Regions from separate parts of the Pan troglodytes genome. Here all the other regions are linked to region 1. The links are chromatin contacts, called in public Hi-C and HiChIP or PLAC-seq maps. All regions are on one chromosome and are shown on one strand. The core of a region is the stretch at or near the end of the contact, and the rest is flanking DNA. Distances in the headings are between cores, read along the strand shown. Region 1 holds the start of OSR1 (odd-skipped related transcription factor 1). Region 2 has its middle 40 kb from the start of RDH14. Region 3 holds the start of RDH14 (retinol dehydrogenase 14).

The links. A called contact is a pair of places that touch in the nucleus more often than the background predicts. HiChIP or PLAC-seq counts read pairs in DNA pulled down with a chosen protein or histone mark.
Region 2: a Hi-C map of induced pluripotent stem cells shows a contact between it and region 1, with 4 times the contacts expected there. The contact joins the enhancer-like site here to the promoter of OSR1 in region 1. A contact is called at or near these places in 4 of 7 Hi-C or Micro-C datasets (blood, induced pluripotent stem cells and stem cell-derived neural progenitor cells), 1 of 1 datasets of contacts at active chromatin or transcription factors (stem cell-derived excitatory neurons) and 1 of 1 other capture datasets (stem cell-derived neural stem cells).
Region 3: a contact with region 1 is called in an H3K4me3 HiChIP or PLAC-seq map of stem cell-derived excitatory neurons, with 19 times the contacts expected there. The contact joins the promoter of RDH14 here to the promoter of OSR1 in region 1.

What each region holds. Positions count from the first base shown.
Region 1 is chr12:103,521,110-103,525,274 of NHGRI_mPanTro3-v2.0_pri, forward strand. It overlaps OSR1 (odd-skipped related transcription factor 1), which reads left to right and starts at 2,000. Exons shown (of 5, transcript XM_001137836.6): 1 at 2,000-2,313.
Region 2 is chr12:104,353,704-104,357,868 of NHGRI_mPanTro3-v2.0_pri, forward strand. No RefSeq gene overlaps it. Among named protein-coding and RNA genes, the nearest start is that of RDH14, 40 kb to the left of the region's middle. Within about 2 kb of position 2,283, at least 3 of the 24 cell types and tissues checked have an H3K27ac peak or open chromatin away from gene starts, as enhancers often do. A contact at or near this core is called in induced pluripotent stem cells and stem cell-derived neural stem cells, where this site is marked.
Region 3 is chr12:104,313,525-104,317,689 of NHGRI_mPanTro3-v2.0_pri, forward strand. RDH14 (retinol dehydrogenase 14) reads left to right here and starts at 2,378. Exons shown (of 2, transcript XM_003308897.6): 1 at 2,378-2,916. The coding sequence starts at 2,524. NT5C1B (5'-nucleotidase, cytosolic IB) reads left to right here. Exons shown (of 9, transcript XM_009442054.3): 9 at 1-167.

The DNA.
Region 1 (4,165 bases), core at 750-3,249:
GGATCCTACTACTTAGAGCTTTCTGGAAGTCCTGAGGCATATTGGCCAAGGGCCCTGTTTTAGAAAAGAAAGACAAGGAGAAACATAAAAGAAGCCCAGCTGAGTTATGAGGGGTGCATAGCAGGAGTTTGGGTATTTACACCCCAGGAGGTTCCATCCCACCTGAATGACCAGCCACTATTCCTAAGTGATCTGGACAGCCAGAGGCCCTATCGTGTGGGCATTTTTTTTTTACTTCTTAACTTTTGCTGCTGGTAATGGAGGTTACCCAAGCTTTGCTTATTTGGAGAGCCTGAGGCTGGAACAAGCACACTCCCTGTGCCCAAGGTGGAAGCCAGCAAAGTTCAGCATTGCCCTGTGTAGACTTTCCCTCCAGGCCTTTCCTTGCTCTTGAAGCTTGCTGTTCTGGAATCTCTAGGAAGGAGGTGTGATCTCAGCTCTCTTCTTTTCCAAGGGTTCTTATTCTAGCAAGAATGTCACTACATCCTAGCAACTGCTAAGATTCCAGGAGCATGGACAAACTTATGTGAATCTCTTACTTCTGCACTAACCTGAAGCACTGGGTAAGAGCTGTTCGTTGGAGCAAAGATTGCACCCCCTCTTACTCCTCCTCAAACAAGACGAAGTTACCCAGGGGTAAGAGGCTAGATTCTGTTCTAAAGGCCTGGGGATATAAGGAAACCCTCTTTCAACTATGCCTTTGAGGGAGGGGAGTCTCCATTACCATCTCCCTAGGTCAGGTATTACAACCTTCTTCACCTCCCAAGAAAATCAGATTAGCTTTGCAAACCAAAGCTGGAGATAGCAGAAGCTCCTCAGGAGAGAAGCAGTACAGTACTTAGGGACCCACGGAATCTAGGATCCAGCTCCAAGAGTCTCTCAGCAGCAACTCTGGGGCAAAGGCAGAGAGTGCAGTTGTGTGATCTGGACCCACACAAGTCCCAGGAAACCAGTGACTCCTCCTTGCCAAACCCAAGGCCTGGAAGGGTATTCCAGAAAGGCATTAGGGAGGGATTGGGCTGGGGTCAGCCGGAGGTCAGCTTTCAGAGATGGGTAGTCAAGGGGGTGATGGTACCCTCCATAATGCCTAGGCAATGAAGATAGAATTTTTAATGTCCAGAACTCTGATTCCTTTCCGATTAAAAACTCCACCTGAACCAGCTCCTTGACTCAGAGGCCCTGGAACTGACAACTTTGCAGCTCGTCTAGCTTGCCAGTGCGGCTCTCTAAACTCTGATCCATCCTAAAACAAATATGTAAGTAGAGAGTGCCACTGTGCATTGGGGTGAAATCTCAGAGAGTTCTGGGCCCCAGGAAAATAACTTTCCTGACCTCCTTTCCCTACTCTTTGTTCTTTCTACTGGACTCCAGAACTTAGGGTCTGGGGTCAACCATAAGCACTCAGATGTTACAGCTCGCTTGCTTCGGTGACCCTGGCCCTCCCGCACCAGGAATTAACCAGCGCTGCCTGGGTTAACACCCTGGCCCCGAGCACGCTTGGATATCCAGGAGCTGCTCCACACTCGGGGTCTGCCGCCTCTGGAAAGAGATTCTGGGAGGAGATGCGACTCTGTCAGGCGCCAAAGTGCGTTGAAACCCAAGCCGCGGTGTGGGGATCCCGGTGCACAGAGCTACTGCCCCTCCCTCCCTCCTCCCAAAGAGCACGGGCTGTGTCCTAGGAGCCCAAGTATAGGACCTCGAAACGTGCGGTGCCAGCCCGCTCTCATCTGCTAGGGACCGTTTCCTCCAGTGCGCCAGGCGTGCCGCTCTGGAACTAAAAGGGCAGAAGGGGTCGCGCGGGACTGAAGAGGAGGGGACGCAGGTTGGGAGAGGCCGGGTCCAAGCGAGAGCAGCTGCCAAAGTCTGCTGCCCGGGTCAGCAAAAACTTTGTCTTTCATTGCGCAGGCGCAGGGCAGGGTTGGGGGGCAGGGGAGGGAGGGGAGGAATCCTGAGGCAAGGGGCGGGGGTGGGGGTGGTGGAGGAGGGAGGGTGGTGGATTAAAATAAGTAGGCGGCTCGGTGCTAAGGGATGAGTGAGTCGGAGCTCGGCCTCTCCCCGGCACGTTCTCAGCTGCTCCTGGTTCAGACCCAGCGAGGGAGCAGCGAGCGAGGCTCACCGTCCCCGGCGTGCAGGATCCGGGGCTGCTGAGCGCTCGCTCCCGCGTGTCCGGCGCTTGGAGTCCCCGCGGCAGGAGAGGAGTCGGGACACTAGAGCTCCAGGGGCGCCTGTGGGCTCCAGCGCCTCCGGCTTCCCCAGTCCCCTTCAGCTAAAGCCCCAGAGACGTGCTCAGCCCCAGGACCTCTGCGGAACAAGGTAATTGCAGTCCTGGGCGCCTGGGCTCAGCAAAGCGAATGCGGGCAGGACTCCCAGGTTCCTTGTCACTGCGCGGCGGGTGCCTCCTCTCTCTCAATGCCCCTGAAGGAAGCTCTTGCCAAACGAATGCTGCAGGACTTTTGTGAAAGTGAGAGCAGGGTGGTTGGGGGTGCTGCCTCAGGACTTCCTGCGCGGGGTCCTCGGCCTCTGACCGCTGGGGATTAAGGGGGGCGGGCCTCCGCTACTGCCGCCAGCCCGCCCGGCTCTGCGGAATTACGGGCGAGGTGCCCACGGACTTTGAAAGTCAATCTGTGGGCCCCCTTTAAGAAACCAGAGCAACTTCAGCGGGCACAAACTTTCCTGAGACGCGCTCCTAGCTCTGGCTGACGCCTAGGCTGACGAAGAAGGAAGGGAGAGGGAGTGAATGGCCACAGCCGCAGCCGACCGCGCCAGGGACAGGTGCATGCCCCAGCCCGGTAGCGCTTTCGTTCAAGTTTGTCTTTTGAGGAGTTGCGCTCTAGTATGAGGCCGACTAGACCCGAGAGCGCAGGGCCGCGAGTCTGAACCCCGCCTTGCACTCGCGCTCTAACTTAGGGATATTCTCCATAGGATGATTGCTCTGTGTCGTCAAGGCCTGGAGCGGAACCCTTGATTGTCCTGGTGCAGGGAGGCAATGCAGTGGGCGCAAGCACTGCTTTCCAATTCGAGACCCACACACAGCACTAGTGGAAACTCTGTGGAGCCCTAGTGTCTCCGGGCTGGGGACAGGAAAAGTTCTGTTACTCCCCTGACTGTCCGCTAATCCAGCCGTCAGGAGAGAAAGAAGGGGGAAAGGGGTGAAGGGCTGCCTGCTGAACTAATTTCTCCTCGGAAATGTCTCGGATAAGAATGAAAAACCACGTTTAGTCCTTTTTCAGCAGCTCAGGCAGTAGCGGGTTGGGTTCTCAATGTGTAAAGTAGCCGCGAGGGTTTCTTTGTTGCCACAATTTGGTAAATTTCACCCAGGCTAAGAGCTGCGCATTGGCTCTGCGGAACAAAACCACGTGCAAGGCTAGGTGTCCCAGGTTCACAACCCCCTAGGGAAGAGAAGCGCTGGAGGGGACTAGCAGCGACCGGCGGCGTGTAGATGTTCCATCCCAGGCTCCTCGAGGTAATTGCTGTTTTATTAAGATTGGGGAATGGATCACCGAGGACGCAGCGGACATTTAAGTGCAGCCGGATGACCGTCTTGCCGATGGGTTCGTTAGATCTCGTTTGTTGGGAGAATGCTATAGAAGTATCCGGTGCCGGTCAGTCCTCTTCACGGGGGTCCGGACGCCTGTCACCACTCGTTGGAGATTCGATGTCAAGGCTGATTTTCTTGGGTTGCTGCTGGGCTCCCCCAGGCGCAAGCTCGTGGAGTTCGCTCCCGTCCTCATTAATGCAAGCAGTTAACTTGCTCACGCTCAATTAGCCCCGAATAAACCACTTTAATAGACTCTGCACACTTCATTAATGCCCAGCATAGGACTGGCCGCAGACCTGGGATTGGCGCTCCACCGCGCGAGGGACGCGAGTGCCTGCACTGCGCAGGGACTCGGGATCCCGAGCGCGAATTGCGTCTGCTGTGCGTGGTCGGGTCCCCTTATTCTTTCCCGCAGGTCCTGAGGCCCAAGCTGTTTGAGGAATGGGTGCCTAGCCTGGGGAAGGGTTTTCCATCCTGTGTTTAAAGATCGAAAGTATTCGCCCTGGGGTTCCGGGGTCTGGGAAACCGGAGCCGGAGGAGCCGGGGGCTCACTCATCCTTTCTGGCTGGAGAGGCTAGGGTGAGACTGTGTTTTTCTCTTAGCCGACCTCCTGAAACCGGATCGTGC
Region 2 (4,165 bases), core at 1,033-3,532, 830 kb after region 1:
GTCATGGCAGAAAAACTGGCCTTAGCCACCCCCTCCACTTGACCTACTTGTGAGCAATCCTAGGTGGAGTCTCCTGGACTCCAGAATAAGATCATGCCGCACATTCACCTAAAATATATTGCAGGAATTCTGCAGCCAAATATCCTTGACATGAATACAGAAACAACAGAAATACAACAAGCAGATGACTGAGAATTGGATTCACTAGTGGGGATTTGGAGGTGGCAGAGTGCAGCCTGTGGAGTGTTTGGCCCTGAGGGTCACATCATTCTGAGGACAGGGCAGAGCTACAGGTGAGCACTTAGTGAGGGTCAGAGGTAGCATGCAAACATGAGCTTTGGACTCATTAACTCAAGTAAGAAACAGCACTGGGGGAAATAAAGGCTGACCCATCAACAGAGGAATTATATTCAACTCTGGCGAGAACCACGCCAACAGTCCAAGCAATTTAAGAGATGTACTTAACTAGTGTGAGGAGGAGTCCTCTAATTTCTGTCTCCAAATTGGATAGCATGGACTCTTTATATTTATTCAGCACACTGCAGTGTGCGAAGCCCTTTCACATAACATTACTCATGAGTTGTCACAAACAGCTCTGTGAAGCAAGGAGAGCTAGGGGAGTACAATCCCCATTTTAGGAAACTGAAGCCATGAGTTCCATGAGGAGGTCTCAACTCAGGCCAGCTCTCCCTCTGGCTCCACTGTAACCTTGTGGTTTTATTGATGGGGGCTTTCCTTGAGGAAGAAGATGCAGGAGTTGATCTGGCTCATCAGTCTGTCCCCCTGTGGAGGTAGAGGCTGGCGCTAGAGAATATTGTTACGGTCCTTCATCCTATAAGGTACCATCCACATGTACTATTTCCAAAGTGACTGAATTTGCTTAATCCAAAGTGGTTAAGTAGAATGACAAACAGAGATGGGGTGTTAAAATTAGGGTTAACTGACAAGATTAAGAACGTCCTATACTGCTAGATTTATTTTCCTCCTTTCCTGGTCTTTTAAATGGGCCTAAAATATATAAAAGTGGATACAGAGATACAAATTGGTAGCTCTAGGGCCAGAAGATGTTTAAACTAGTGTTTTAAAAAGCAATAGTTTGAACATCAAATTCAAGTCATGTACCTTCCAGTTTGACAAGGTTTGTACCATTCCCTATTGTCTTATATCAGACCCACTTTTATTCCTTCAGTCAGTCAACAACAACTATTTACTCTACGCCTGTTCTGAGCCGGGCGTTCCCCCATAATTACATTTTCATTGCCTGCCTGGGCCCACACACACTTGAATAACTAGTCTCCACCCTAGACCACAATCGAGGGGAGCTCATGTTTGACGAATGCTCCTTTATTCCTCTGAGTGTAACCTCCGTACCTGAAGTTTACATCACCTTGAAGCTAGGGTGTTGTAACTAATGTTCACCCTGGGTCTTCAGAGATTGGTTTTTCCAAAGACTCTGCTGTTTTTCCTTTTAAAATCCCAGAGCCAGAGGCAAATGGTAGGCATTCCTCTCCCCAGAGCCCAAATAGGTGGCTGAAACCTGGAAACTTTCAGGGACTTGCCAAAGGCCCCAAAGGTAGCAGGGAGGCCTCCCAAAAGGACTGGTCCTCTTGATTCCAAGCCCAGAGGTAGATCTCCTGTCCTTGAGGGGCTTTGGTTTCAGACCCTGCCTGAGAGAACAAAAGAGACTTCAGTTGTCACATCGACACAGCCCCGAGCTGCTCTATTTTCTAACTTGGCTGGCTTTCCCCGTGTGCTGTTTCACATCAGATACCTCCTCCCCCCACTTTCCTTCAGATGATTGGTTGAAATTAAATATCCTGAAATTACATTGAAGGGGGGGGGGCGCTAATACAAAATTTTAATCAAAATACAAGCTTAACAGTTCCCAGCCTTTGAAATGTGAAGCAGACACTGGGTCCGCAGGGATGCCCCGACATGTTCTCAGGTGTGAAGTTAGCCAGGGAAGGGGCCCACTCTCTCTGAACATGAGAATTGCAAGTAAACCAGCACATTGCAAACTCAGGATTTCCAAATGAGGCAGGGCCTTCTCTCCCTTTCCATAGCGTGCATGGGCAGGCTGGCCCAGAGGGAAGTTCTCACTGAAGACACTGGAGGAGAAAGGGTCCCTCGTGAAAGGGTCTGGGGGTTCTCCCTGCCCCACCTGGCTTTGATCCATAGGTATGCCATCCAGGGCCTGAAAGCTTAGGAAGGAAAGGACTGGATAAAGGAGCTTGCAGGGGAGGCAAAACCCCTGATACAGCAAGAGAGCCACTCTGATGGAATGAGGCAGACATCGGGCGCCCTCTGGTGGCACATGCCCCACCAGACAACACGGAGGCTTTCTCCCTGGATTAACTCTATAAATAGAAGGATGATTTATTAAACAGATTTGAGGCTCATTTGAGGCACTGGGCCATGATTGCTTCGGGGCTCAAATAAGGAGGTGCTTAGGACCCTGCCTCTTATGCAAACACCTGGACTCACTTAGCAAGTCACTAGCATGATCTACATTACAAGTGCATCGGACACTGTTGGCTCAGCCGTTCCCAGCCAGGAGATGCCAAATTCCTCATATATAAAAGGAGCTTTAGTAACTCAAGCAAAATAAGCACACTTTTCCCCCCACTGCCTTCCCAGAGACCTAGGCGGCAGGGTTTCTGTGAGGATACACAATACCTTGTTACAAACCATGTAATGTTTTAAAAAGTATCTATCTGACAGCCTTGGCTAAAGCCAGATCTTCTATCTCGATTACTTCAATATGTCACATCCATATCGCACCACAGCGTCCAAGCTTTCGGAGCCAAAGCCTCTCTGTCTTGTCCAACCTTCCCATCTGGAAGCAATGAGCTTAATATTCTGGCTCTCCCCCCATAAAAGCTATGTCACAAAAAAGTAGCAGCCTGTGAACTGCGTTAGCCCCGCAAGACACACCAGAGCTCCTCATTCTCTGCAGGCTCTGTTCAGTCACATTTTAAGGCCCTCCCCTGCTCCTCCCCTCCCTTGCTGCCCCTGTCTTCCAAACAGCCTGAGATGCTCAGCGCAGTACCAGGAGGACAGGAGTGAACTGACAATCATTTATACTTTAATCCTCCTTTATGACATTTTGAGGGATGCAGCTTAAAATATCATGGAGGCTGACAGACTCCCTCTGGATAAATGTGTCTGCTAGAGAAGAAGCATTGCCTTACAAGGACCCTACTGTTTCTGGTGACCCATCAGAGACCCAGCTTTGAAGCCTGTCTTGTACCACGTCTCCCACTCCCCTTACCTTCTCCAACACTGCCGGAAAGTCTCAGTTCATGGTGACAATGACCTTCCGTATTGCATGTGCCTTAGTCATTCATTGATTCACTTACTCATCCAATTTGGATTGACTACATGGCATGTCCCTTTCCATGTTCTCTGTTTCATTGCAATGTCAAATGAGTCCCTGGCTCCCAGGAGCCTGAGTCTGTGAGGGAGACCAACCCCACTCCAGAACCATCAGATGAGTGTTCCTCAAAGCATGTTTCATGGGTCACTGCTGCATGGGAATCTTTTGGGTGCCTGTGAAGCGTGCCTACGTCGTGGCCCTTGCCCAGGCCTCCCAAAAGAGGATCACTGGACGCCAGGCTTAAGAATGTGCATGTTTAATAAAATTCTCCAATAAGTAATTTCTACACACATTAAAATCAAGAAACTCACTGAGTTAGGTCAGATGAAGCAGCAAATGATGTTGCGCAAAATGCGAAAAGAGACCGTGTGTACTGAAGACAGAACTTGGGCTTTGCCTGGAAATGATATAATGCCGCTGCTCGGTCCCAAGTCCCTAGGTTTTGGAAGATTGGTGTGAGTGGAAGTCACCCTCCAGCGGAGCACCTAGGACTTTGGCTCCTTGACTGTTCTCCTTCGCCTGGAAGCTTCTGGGGGCAGAGGCCAGCTTTCCTGTGTTGAGTTCTTGGGAAGGGCCTCTGTGTCCTGGAAGGGACTTGAAAGAGCAGCTCATCTAAGCTCTTCAGTTTGTAGGAAACACATCTAGCTGACCAAGGGAAAGTAGGCTGTTCGAGGTCACACAGTCACTCAAAACAAATTTATTTAGGCTAATTCTTTGGTTTGGAGACATCAATACTTGGGAAGAAGCCAAGCTCATGTTTCTTAAGGCCTGTATTCTCCAATGTCCTAA
Region 3 (4,165 bases), core at 1,128-3,627, 790 kb after region 1:
ACATCCATATTTGTATGGAAAAAAAAAAAAAGACCCTACGCTACCACTTCAAAAAGTGACATGAAGTGTAGTATCCTGGCCCTTCATTGTCATTCTCTCATGATTTTTGTTTTGTTTTCAACAAAAATTGGTTGGTCATTAAATATATCATATGTTAGGCACAGTGACCTGGTTATTTTCACATGTTACTTCATTTTCTTATCAAATTAAATGTTTGTGACATAGTATTATTATTACCTTCCTTTTTATCAATGAGGAGCCTAAGATTCAAAAAGATTAGATAGCTTGTTTAAGGATATGGAGCTAATAAGTGTTAAGACTAATTAGATTCAAATTCAAATCTTACTTCAAAAGTTATAATGAGGTCTCTTTCCTCCCTTCCAAATAGAGTTATTAATTTCATGGCCTTTGGACCCATCTGGTACAGATTAATCGTTTCATTAAGTTCCATGCATAAACTACACAGCAGTTACACTGCAGGTCTAAGGATTCCTCCCTCCTCTTTTCCTCCTACCCTCTCCTGCTCTCTCTACCTCCACCTTCATCTCTACTCCACCTGTACATATGTATTCCACCCCTGGCTCTAGATGAGAGAAGACCACAGCTGAAACACATCTTCTGATGCTCCCTAATTTTATGTAAACCAGTCCAAAATATATCAGTTGTGACATGTGACACTGAGTACCTACTATTTTGTAGGTGTCCTCCCATGCAAAGACCACAAGAGGTACGCAGACACAATCCTATCCTCTAGGAAACTTGAAACCTTAACAATCTGGTCAAGGAAGTCAAATGTGCAAACTCAAACAGCCAATACTAGAAGGCTGTTTGTCTTCAGTGCCAGTGAGGGTCACACATGACCCTGAGGGTCACACATGAAGGGAGCAGAGATCTTTATAGGCTGGAAGTGGTCAGGAAAGAAAGACTTGAGGTAGCCTGTGATTTTGATGGATGGGCAAGATGTGGATGGGTAGAAAGGACAATAAAGTGGAAACATATGCTGGGGGATCAATGAGTTTGAGTAGCAGCTTCAAATTGGGGATAGGGTGGTGTAGGACCACCTCTCATGATTCCTGTTCCTGGTGCCTTGTATAATCCCCAGTAAGAGTGCTCTTTCCCACCTCTGAGCTCCATTCTCATTACTCATAAGAAACCTCCTGGAATCCATCCCTTTTTCTTTGTATTCTGACTATTAGTTGCATGTTACATCCTTCCCAAATGTAAGGGAGTGGAAGATGGATTATCACAATTATTGGGGAGTTTGTCTCAAACTACACAAGCTGTGGTTCTTTTTCCTTGTCTGGAGAACCTGCAATGGGTGGAGGGTGGGAAGTGGGAGATCACAGCTCCAGAAAGTAAGCACTCTGAGAGCAGAAATGGTGTCCCATTTCTCTGTGGCTCTAACAGGGAACAGGCAGGGCCAGGCACATATTGGATGGAGAGGCAGACGAACGAATGAGTCTTTAAAAGTAGCTTGGTCTACAGCTATGAAGTTTGTAGCTTGAAGAAGGGTCCCTGTGACACTAACCCTGATATTAATGAGGCATTTTACAGTGAGCCAAGCACTTTGCCTTCCATCGTTGTGTGTAATAGTCCTATGGAGAGGGCAGGGAGGCATTTGTAAATGGCCTGCTCAGAAGCCTATATTTACAATAAGTCCAAGCTTTTCCCACTGTACCTCTGCCAGTGTCAAGATCATTTGAAGATGGCTTTCTTTTTTTTAATAGGGACCAATGACATAATGTCTTGTTCAGTGGTTCTCAAAGTGTGGTTCCCAGATCTGCAGCAGCAGCAGCACCTGGGAACTTGTTAGAAGTGCAAATTATCAGGCCCCATCCTGTACCTATTGAATTAGAAACCCTAATACTGGGGCCCTGGTTTTTTGTTTTCGTTTTGTTTCATTCCCCCACCCTGAACCCCCACCCCAAGTCCTCCAGGTGAGTCTGATGTGCATTTAAGTTTGAGAACTACTCGACCATTCTATTTCCAACTGATTCATGTTGCTTAATTCTTTGTCTCATCTATGAAAAACAATCCTACCTCAGACTTCAGCTTGTCAGGGCCCATTCCTCAGAAGGTGAATTGAACTGAATTTACAAGTCCCAGGAGCCCTCAAAGGAAAACACACGAAATGCCCTGAGGAGTGGCATTTGTAACAGGGCCTGTACAGAGATCTGTGATTCAAAGTACTCATCAGACATTCCCATGGGGAAGTCCGCCACTACTCTGGGATTTCAATACGTATGAAACCCAGCACCCTGAACACTGTGCTGGTTGCCCAGCCTCCATCATTAGGCTGGGAGGAGCTTCCACGGAGGGCGCCGGACCCAGGGCGCTGAACTCTCACAACCAATCAGGCGCCCCCCAGAGGGAAACTACAAGTCCCAGCATGCCCCACGCGCGCCGTCAGGGGCCGACCCGCCGCGCTCCAGCGTTCTCCGCGTACAGGTGGTCTCTTGGGTTCCGGCAAGGCGGTGGCTCCGGAACTCCCGTGGAGGGGCCGGTGGGCCCTCGGGCCTGACGATGGCAGTGGCCACTGCGGCGGCAGTACTGGCCGCTCTGGGCGGGGCGCTGTGGCTGGCGGCCCGCCGGTTCGTGGGGCCCAGGGTCCAGCGGCTGCGCAGAGGCGGGGACCCCGGCCTCATGCACGGGAAGACTGTGCTGATCACCGGGGCGAACAGCGGCCTGGGCCGCGCCACGGCCGCCGAGCTACTGCGCCTGGGAGCGCGGGTGATCATGGGCTGCCGGGACCGCGCGCGCGCCGAGGAGGCGGCGGGTCAGCTCCGCCGCGAGCTCCGCCAGGCCGCGGAGTGCGGCCCAGAGCCCGGCGTCAGCGGGGTGGGCGAGCTCATAGTCCGGGAGCTGGACCTCGCCTCGCTGCGCTCGGTGCGCGCCTTCTGCCAGGAAATGCTCCAGGTGTGGGCCTCGGGGGGCCGGGCTGGTGGGGAGGGCCTGGGCACGGTGTGGGAGGGGACTGCGGGCTGGGGCTGAGCCGCGAGGGACCGCCCTGGGGTTCAGGGTGTCACCTTGGGAACCACTGAGGCTGAGAGGAGTCCAAAAAGCCACTTTGAGGCGGCCGGGAAGCTGCAGGGTTGAGAGGGAAAGAGAAACTAACTGGGAGGGCTGCCTTCTGTCCTCCAAGGATGTCGAAAAAGAAATGGGCCCAAGAGAAAAATAAATAAACCAGTTTCTGAACGTTTCATTTCGTTACGTGAGGACCGCCCCGGAGTAGATCCATGGCCTCTGAATTGTTTTTCCTGTGTCAGAAGTGAATTTGCACCAAGCTGTGTCTTCGGAACCCCTGAGCACTGGGGGAAGTTGCCAGCTAAGGACCTCATATCAGTCCTTTAAAAAAAGTTCTCCTTCCCCCGGCCTCTGCCCCTTTTCTGCTGGGGTAAGGAGCTCGCTGCCACCAGTAAACTCAGCACCATCCTTAACGGGACTGTGGCCTGATTTCCAAGTAGAATACATTTTGGAACCCAGTGGTCATGCTCCATACAGAGACAGGAATAAAAATAATACCCAGCATTATTGAAGATCTGTATGCCAGGAGCTGTGCCAAGCATTTCAGATTTTCCTTTTTGTTTTAAATGAAAATGAAGTGTCCTTGCCTATAACTGTCATTGAAGCTACACAGTAACTAACCCTGTGGAGTAGGCATTATTATCATCCCTATTTTACAACGCGAGGAAACTGAGGCATAGGAAGGCTAAGAAACTTGCTTGTGGTCTGTCTCCAGAACACTTGCTTTTAACCTTTGTTCTTTCCTCCTGCTGCCTGGCAGTGAGGTGTGAGGATTTCTTTGTGCATATGGTAAGTAATTCCACATAAGTGGATGTTCTCCGTTGAGATTGAGGTAGAAGAGTTTCTTGCAGGGATAACTGGCATTCAGAGGGCATTTGTTCAGAAGAGTGAAATTTAAAATTAGCTGGGACAAGAAAGGTGCCTATATGACGTGGAGTCTCTTGAGTCTAGAGAAGAGGTTCCCAAATTTTCTCAGTAATTTTTTCATGATGCCCTTAAGCCAGAAATATTTCCCAGTTCATTTATTTAGAAAGTTTATTTTGCCAAGGTTAAGGATGCACCCGTGGCAGAACCTCAGGCGGTCCTGAGGACATGTGCCCAAGGTGGTCGGGGCACAGCTTGGTTTTATACATTTTAGGGA